2 separate regions of the Mus musculus genome follow, and region 2 is linked to region 1. Evidence: chromatin contacts called from public targeted proximity ligation data. All regions are on one chromosome and are shown on one strand. The core of a region is the stretch at or near the end of the contact, and the rest is flanking DNA. Distances in the headings are between cores, read along the strand shown.

Region 1 (4,040 bases), core at 526-3,025:
GGGTGGGAGACACCAGTACACAGACAGTGGCAATTTGTAATCTTCTAGTTCATAAAGTACCTGGTCTAATGAGTTTACTTGTGAGCTTAACAAAAACATTTAGGGTACAAAGTACCCCAGTTCTCTCAAGTCTCTTCCAGAAGTTAGAAGCAAGGGGACCACTTCTCTACTCAATGTGTCACCTGCATCACCTCACTCCAAACCAAACGAGGACATTATTTTTAAAAAGCAATCCACAGAACCGTATCTGCCACGAGCATAGACGTAGAGCTCCATGGTGACATTTGCCAGTGTTAGAGATCGGTTAGAACGTGGCAGTAAAGTGACAGCAGGGCAAGCAGAAGACACGAGATTGGAGCCGCATGGATCACAAACGCCTGTTGGTAAGCGCCGCACTTGAGGATAAGGTCAGAGAATCATGGATTCTAGGACAGACTTTATCTCATAAAAACCAGCACCATGCACACAATGAGTGAACAAACGGAGTCTAACGTGCATACACACAAGAATTATATGACATGATGAAATGTGATTTATTCTAGGTTTGGTAAACTGGCTTAACATGTAAGCGACTGTATGCTGGGCAGCGGTGGCAGAGGCAGAGATCAAGGCTAGCCTGGGCTACAAAGTGAGTTCCAGGACAGCTAGGACTTCACAGAGAAACCCTGTCTCCATAACCAAATCAACCAAAATATATTTTTAGCCGGGAGTGGTGGCGCATGCCTTTAATCCCAGCACTTGGGAGGCAGAGACAGGCAGATTTCTGAGTTCAAGGCCAGCTTGGTCTACAAAGTGAGTTCCAGGACAGCCAGGGCTATATAGAAAAACCCTGTCTCGGAAAAAAAAAAATTTTTTTTTTAAATGTGAGTGTTGGAGAGATGGCCTGGTGGTTAAAGGCACACACTGCTACCTTAGGAGGATTGGAGCTCAGATTCCAACACCTATGCATCACGGGCCACAGCCACCTGGAACTCTAGCTCCACCTCCATGCTTCAGGAAGAGAAGTGCCAAGAATGTGAGGTAACTGATCATGCCTACATGGTGAGGTGTCCTTGTGTAGAGCCTTTGAGGGGCCGCTTGGCAGGAATCTGACATTGGCCCAGGACAAGGAAAGGGGCTTCAGGCAGGAATCTGACATTAGGCCATGACGAAGAAGTAAAATCAGGCCGGGCATGGTGGCACACGTCTTTAATCCCAGCACTTGGGAGGCAGAGGCAGGCAGATTTCTGAGTTCGAGGTCTACAGAGTGAGTTCCAGGACAGCCAGGGCTACACAGAGAAACCCTGTCTCAAAAAACAAAACAAAACAAAACAGGGCTACACAGAGAAACCCTGTCTCAAAAACAAAACAAAACAAAAACAAAAACAAAAGAGGTAAGATCAGGCAGGAATCTGATTTTAGGGTGGAACAAAGAAGTAGGCTTCAGGCATGTATGTGACTCTGGGCTAGGACCGGGAAGCAGGTTTAGATATCTTGACCATCATGATAAGCCCTTAGAAACAGTGGCCATGGGAGTTCTTGGCACTTTGTTTATTGTCTTGCTTATTCCTCATTGTACTGCTCACCCTTAATACTTGCATGTAATTAAAATGGTATACAAGTGGATTGGGAAAAAATAAACCTGCCTTCAGCCTGAGAATTGACTGAGGCCATGCTGCAGTTTTGTCTGAGCCCTTCTTCCAGCCTTCAGTGGGCTGAATCAGACCTTGTTTTGCCATAGCCACTCTAGTCTACTTAGGGTGGAGTCTTCCGACCTAGAGGAAGTCTATTGTCTGCCACCTCTGGAGCTTCCTGCAAGAAGCGCTACCTGCTGAGCAGCTGAGCTTGTTTTACTGATGAGATCCTGGCAAAGTGGGGGATTGGTTTCCTCCTTTAAATTCAGACTTAAGAACTAAACATTGGGGCCTGGCAGTGGTGGTGCACGCCTTTAATCCCAGCACTTGGGAGGCAGAGACAGGCGGATTTCTGAGTTTGAGGCCAGTCTGGTCTACAGAGTGAGTTCCAGGACAGCCAGGACTGTACAGAGAAACCCTGTCTCAAGAAAAGAAAAGAAAAAAGAATTAAACATTGGGCCTTGATCAGAAACTTTGTCTTGGTCTCATTCCTTTCTCATCTGTCCTTCCCATCCATCCCCAGCTCTCCTTCCAGGAACCCACTTCTCTGTGGCTACAGGTGGCACCTGAACGTGGGGACTGGACATGGAGAGCTCATCCGAGGGACAGAAGAAGATGGTACCCTGAACGGTAAGCACAACATACAGCGTTGATGCTAGTGCTAGCCTTAGCTTTCATCTTTTTGAAACTGTTGGTGTAGGTGCAAAGGGATGCGGGCTAAGATGGCGCAGCGTTGACCCAACGCTGATCCCACTTAGAGGTTGACAGTGGAAATGAGACTGGAAAATCCTAAACAGGCATTTGTCCGCAGCCTTCAAGAACTGCTTCAGGCAAGAGAGGGGTAGGGTTTGAAGACCAATTGTTAGAAAACTTTTCAGATCAGATAGATTCTTGCTGCCCATGGTTTCAAGAAGAAAGAACTTTAGATAAGAAAACCTGGGAGGAAAACTGGAGAGGCTCTGAGAACCACTCAGGCAGATAATATCACCCTCTGCCTCTGGGCACCCATGAAAGATGCTACTTATGAAGAAACCTTGCAGGCGTCAGATTGTGCCCAGGGAAAGCTTGAAAATTTTTCAGGAAGCACACCTGCCAGAGAGGGCTTTCTCAGAAAAGGGCCCTCTCCACCCTAAGCTAGAAAGGCATAGAGATCCTAAAGATGAGCTAACATCAGAGGAGGAAGCTCATTCAGAAAAGGGAGCTGCCAAAAATTATGACAGGGATTGGCCTCCTTGCAAGCTTTCTGCTCTGCCTATGGCCTCTATTGCAGGAGATGCTGCCCAGATGAACATGCAACTAAGTAAATTAGAGTTTGAAACTGAGCTGCAGAAATTGACTAATGAACTACAGGAGCTAAAAAAAGGTGTCAAGTACAGGGAAGAGCAGTGATTCTGAGATACACCAATCGCTGCTAGAAAGAGCTGTGAGTCAGGCTCTCGGGAAAGGACAGGACACAACTAACATGCTAGCTTTCCCTATAGTTGAGATAATTGACCAGCAGAACAATAGAGTCAGACAATATCAGACTTTAGATTTCAAGGTGATAAAAGAGTTAAAAATAGCTGTGGCACAGTGTGGCCCTACAGCTCCTTTTACACAAGCTTTATTGGATACAGTGATGGAGTCAAATTTAACCCCCCCAAGATTGGAAGACTCTATGTAAGGCTTCTTTGTCAAGAAGAGATTTCTTACTTTGGAGTTCTAATGGCATGAAGCTAGTAAGAGAACTGCCAAAATGAATGCTCAGACAGGTAACCCAGATTGGGATGCTGACACGCTTTTAGAAGATCAATATGAAGGCAATGCTAATCAGATTGGGTTTGCCATTGGAGTGTATGCACAGGTTGCAATGGCTACCTGACACACTTGGAATCAATTACTGACTAAAGGGGATCTCAGTGGAACTTTAGCTAGTATTAGACAGGCTCCTGATGAAAGTTTCCAGGATTTTGTGGATAGGCTACTAAAAGCAGCTAGTAAAATTTTTGGAGATTCTCAAGCAGGAAATCCTTTTGTTATACAATTGGCTTATGAGAATGTGTCTTAGTCAGGGTTTATATTCCTGCACAAACATCATGACCAAGAAGCAAGTTGGGGAGGAAAGGGTTTATTCGGCTTACACTTCCATTCTGCTGTTCATCACCAGAGGAAGTCAGGACTGGAACTCAAGAAGGTCAGAAAGCAGGAGCTGATGCAGAGGCCATGGAGGGATGTTCTTTACTGGCTTGCCTCCCCTGGCTTGCTCAGCCTGCTCTCTTATAGAACCCAAGATTACCAGCCCAGAGATGGTTCCACCCACAAGGGGCCTTTCCCCCTTGATCACTAATTGAGAAAATGCCTTACAGTTGGATCTCATGGAGGCATTTCCTCAACTGAAGCTCCTTTCTCTGTGATAACTCCAGCTGTCTCAAGTTGACACAAAACTAG
Region 2 (4,004 bases), core at 1,022-3,521, 69 kb before region 1:
CCTCTAAGCATCTGGGTGCACCCACTACTGACCTGGCCTGAGTTCCAATCTGAATCTGGACCTGCTTGGAACTGCCTGGCCCCTCAGAGCAACTGGGTCATACTAGTGCCCTTCCTCAGGACTTCTTCCCTGCGCTGAGGCGCGTCTTAGCACTGCCCCCTCTTCCCAGCCCATTTGGTGGCTAATGCCTGTCCCTGTTTGTAAATATCCTGTAAAGAAAAGGAGACATCAGAGTTTAAAAAAAAGAAACAACAAGAAGAAGCAAACAACTCTATTTGTGTTTGTGTGTTCAAGATACAGAGGAGGGGGAGTCATCCCCCTTTCCAAGGTCATATCAAGCTCCTAGGAGCAGTAGGACAGGTCCCAGGGGGGACATTGACTTAGTGTTAATCTGGCACCAAGCAGAGGCTCTGAGGATAGAACACCCCTTGGCTCCCCTTCATTTATTGGGTTCTCTTGGAAAGCAGGTGGCCACGCTTCATGCCTGTCTGTTTGGAGCAGGAGAGGGAACACTTCGAGCCTGCAGAGCAGGACAACCAGGGGTGGGCTCTGGCCATGCAGTATGGAATTCCCAAATAGGCCCTGCTAAGCTGAGCTTCAGAGCATCATTGACTACCACTGGATGGATCACCTGTTGCAGGCCCCAGCCAGTGCCTCATCAGCCTCTCCCCAGGGCTGCCTCTGCTGAAGCCCAGACCCTGAGAGAGGACAGGATAAACATGGCTGAGTAACAGTGGGGCCATGAGCACAAGGAAGCCTTCTCTGAGGAGGCTAATAAAAGGACTGAGTTTTGAAAGTTGAGTTCACCAGCAGATGTCACAGGTATTCCAGGAGAAACACTCTAGGAGCCACTGGGCCGAATTTGAGGTACTCGAAGGAATCAGGGTTACAGAGCCTTAAGCTGGGTCAGAAAGGGTCATGCAAGGTCCACTAGGGATCCACTAGGGATCCCGGAGCAGTGGTTCCTCCATGTGGCCTAGCTTTTCCTGGTTGAACATATTTTCTTATTACTGGGATAAAATACAGACCAACAAAACAAACAAAACTCACGTAAGAATTTTGGCTCTGGTTCAGGGGATCCGGTACCTGCTGGTGGGAGCAGATACATTGTATCCAGTCTGGGAGCAGAAAAATCCTTGCTGGGGCTTAGTTATTTTCAGTCTCTCTCTTTTCTCTCTCTCTCTCTCTCTCTCTCTCTCCCTCTCTCTCTCTCTCTCTCTCTCTCTCTTTCTTGTTTGTTTTTTCAAGACAGGGTTTCTCCTGTGCAGCCCTGGCTGCCCTGGAACTCACTCTGTAGACCAGGCTGGCCTCGAAATCCTCCTGCCTCTGCCTCCCAAGTGCTGGGATTAAAGGCGTGCGCCACTACACCCAGCTCGCACTCTCTCTCTCTCTCTCTCTCTCTCTCTCTCTCTTTTTTACTCACTATGGGGCTCTAAGGAATGATGCCACTCATAATCTTCCATTGGTTAAACCACTTTGGAACCCCTCACAAGGATTCGAGTTGACAGCGAAGCCTAATCATCATAGGGGCGGTGGTGAGCAGCCTCACGGGGCAGTGAGGAAGGTGGGAGGGAAGGCCCGGGTCACTGGGCAGGTGTCTTCAGGCCCTTGGGATCTGACTCTGTGGTTGACAGATGTTTAAAGAGAGAGTGGTAAGGAAGGTCTAGGTGTCAGCTTTTTGGTTGCAAATAGGCAGACTAGTGCCGAAGGAAGCTGTAGCAGCCGTCCTGGAGGGAGGACCTTGTGAAAGACTGGTTGCACATTGCTGGTAAGGGAGAAGAGGTAGTATCCACAGTGGTGACGATGTTTCCGGCTGGAGCCACTGGAGGGTAACAGCTGAGACCGAGAGGAAGGAGGAGGAACAGCCTGGGTTGACTGTGGTCACTTGGAACAGGGTGAGTTTGGGAGACATCAGAGTAGAACTGTCCAATGGCTAGCGCCCAGGGGACAGAAGTCTGGGCTAAAGACAAAGATTTAGGATGGATGAACCATTAACATGGTGAGGTCATTCAGGGAGTGTGGGAAGGACTAAAAGAAGGCTTCCGGGGGTCACCAGAGGCCACTGCAGGCCAGAAAGCCAAGAACAAGACACTGCCTAAACTGAGGCTGAGAATCTGAACTGCACCACTACAGGATGCCTTCAGCTTCAAGCCTTATCATTCAAAGGGGTCCCGGCTCCCAGCCCCGGCTCCAGGGCAAGGTCGCCTGGATCTGATTCCAAAACAGCCAAGGTCAGATGGGCTCCGCCCCATCTGGAGCTGAGTTTAGCTGGGTCCTTAGGTTTTATACACCCTCGCTTCAGGCCCGCCTCTGCGCCCGCCCTCTAAGCATGTGCACCTAGTGTTTGTGTTAGGAGACTTTCTTCCATTTCCCCAACATTTGCAGCTCGACCGCATCTTCTCCTGCAGGGACAATCTATCAGGCTCTGCACAAGAGCCTATTCCCAAGGGTCTGGAACTATTGCAGCTCGCTCACTATACACTTACAGATCTCTCAGCATAGGGGTTTCCCCACCGCTTAGCTGCGCCTCCCCGTGCTGAGTGCGCGCAGGGCGGGCGCATGCGCACCCGAGAAGACTGCCCCCTTTAGCTGCTAGGCTTGTGCAAGACAAAACCGGAAGTATGTCCAGCTTTAGCACAAGAGCTACGCCTGGCCTTTGTTTAGGTCTCCAAGGCTGGGCAAAGGTTCTAGGTATCCTCCTGGTACAGAATATCAAAAGTCCTAGGGCAGACCGGTTTTTGTATTGTTTTCTGAGACAAGGTCTCCCGGAGTAGACCTTGCTGGCCTTTAACTCACCCTTCCTGCCTTTGCCTCTGGAGGGCTGGGAGCAAAGGCATGTACCAGCACAGCAGGCTTTTTGGGAGCGGGGATGTGAACAGCTGTTTTAAGACAGTGTGGCACCAGGCCGGTCTCAAATCCAGTAAGCTCAAGATGACCTTGATCACTAGGGATGCAAAATGGCTGTTTTGTTTCAGCCTGAGCTAATGGAAAAACCTGGCAACTGCTGTGCAGAGTTCTTCATCACTTCCAGGATGGTCCCACCATCACCTCCCCACCAGGCTGTTCCATGTCTCTGCTGACCTAACTCCTGGAGCAAGAGGGATCTACGTTATGTGAAGGAACCCCACTCCTATTGAACCTTTTGTAGTGGAAGCCCTGTCCTAGTTGCTGTAACATTTGCCAATAGGAATCAAGAGTTTGCAGGAGGCATCCTCCAGTCCCAGACCCCTGGATGACGGTACACAGTCAATTCTTTCACCATCAGACAACCTGAAGTGGGCAACACAGTGTGCTCAGTGTTTGCTGAAAGACAGCTACTCTCTGGCCAGCGTGATAAGACATTTATTAGTTCAGAGCTAGAAAGAGCAAGAGTCCAATAGCTTTTTCAGTAAAGGCTGTCTTGTGGCTGAGCATCTAGCCTGCCCTCCTGACTCTACAGTTTGCCCTGCTATTAAGGCACTTGAAAAAAGGGGGAGCAGGGATGTCTCAGACTAAACTCCCCCCGATTCTGAAGGCGGCCAGCAACATCCCACCTGTTCCCCTTGGCCACAGCTCAGCATGGAGAGCTGGCAGGGCAGGAGCTCCACAGGACAGAAGAGCGGCCCCTCATGTGCTGGTGTCGGGCAGCACCACGTAGGAGCTGCTCTTGGGAGCACTGCTTTGGATCAAGGTGTACAGGAATCCGCGTGGAGGAAGACACTTGATAGTAAGGCTATATGGCCTAAGGCCATGGCTCCAGTCTGTCCCTCTCTAGGAGAGTGCTAGAAGCTGGAGATGGAAGCAGGATCTCAGAGTTCCCTACCGAAGCAGGAGCTATCAACACAGGGATGCACCGAGTCCTCCCAGCTCCGTCTCCAGGAGGTTAATGCTCCTGCGAAAGCACCTCCGAAAGCGAGATAAAGAGTAAAACGTGCCGCCCCAGAGAGATCACCCAAACAAGTCGGGGGCAGCTGGAGCACACTCCCCAGAATGTGTACGCACTTCGGGAAGGCTTCAGTGCCCTG

Evidence for each region.
Region 2: a contact with region 1 is called in a targeted proximity ligation map of embryonic stem cells, with 18 read pairs. A contact is called at or near these places in 11 of 39 promoter capture datasets (the 3T3-L1 cell line, 3T3-L1-derived adipocytes, HPC-7-derived erythroid cells and 6 more), 3 of 484 Hi-C or Micro-C datasets (bone marrow-derived dendritic cells, bone marrow-derived macrophages and cerebral cortex), 8 of 130 datasets of targeted methods (the HPC-7 cell line, bone marrow-derived dendritic cells, bone marrow-derived macrophages and 4 more) and 4 of 9 other capture datasets (adipose tissue, embryonic stem cells, liver and 1 more).

The regions. Positions count from the first base shown.
Region 1 is chr19:5,577,921-5,581,960 of GRCm38.p6, reverse strand. No RefSeq gene overlaps it. Among named protein-coding and RNA genes, the nearest start is that of Ap5b1, 12 kb to the right of the region's middle.
Region 2 is chr19:5,647,453-5,651,456 of GRCm38.p6, reverse strand. Rela (v-rel reticuloendotheliosis viral oncogene homolog A (avian)) reads right to left here. Exons shown (of 11, transcript NM_009045.5): 11 at 3,323-4,004. Sipa1 (signal-induced proliferation associated gene 1) reads left to right here. Exons shown (of 17, transcript NM_001164480.1): 17 at 1-272. The coding sequence ends at 41. Among named protein-coding and RNA genes, the nearest start is that of Rela, 12 kb to the right of the region's middle.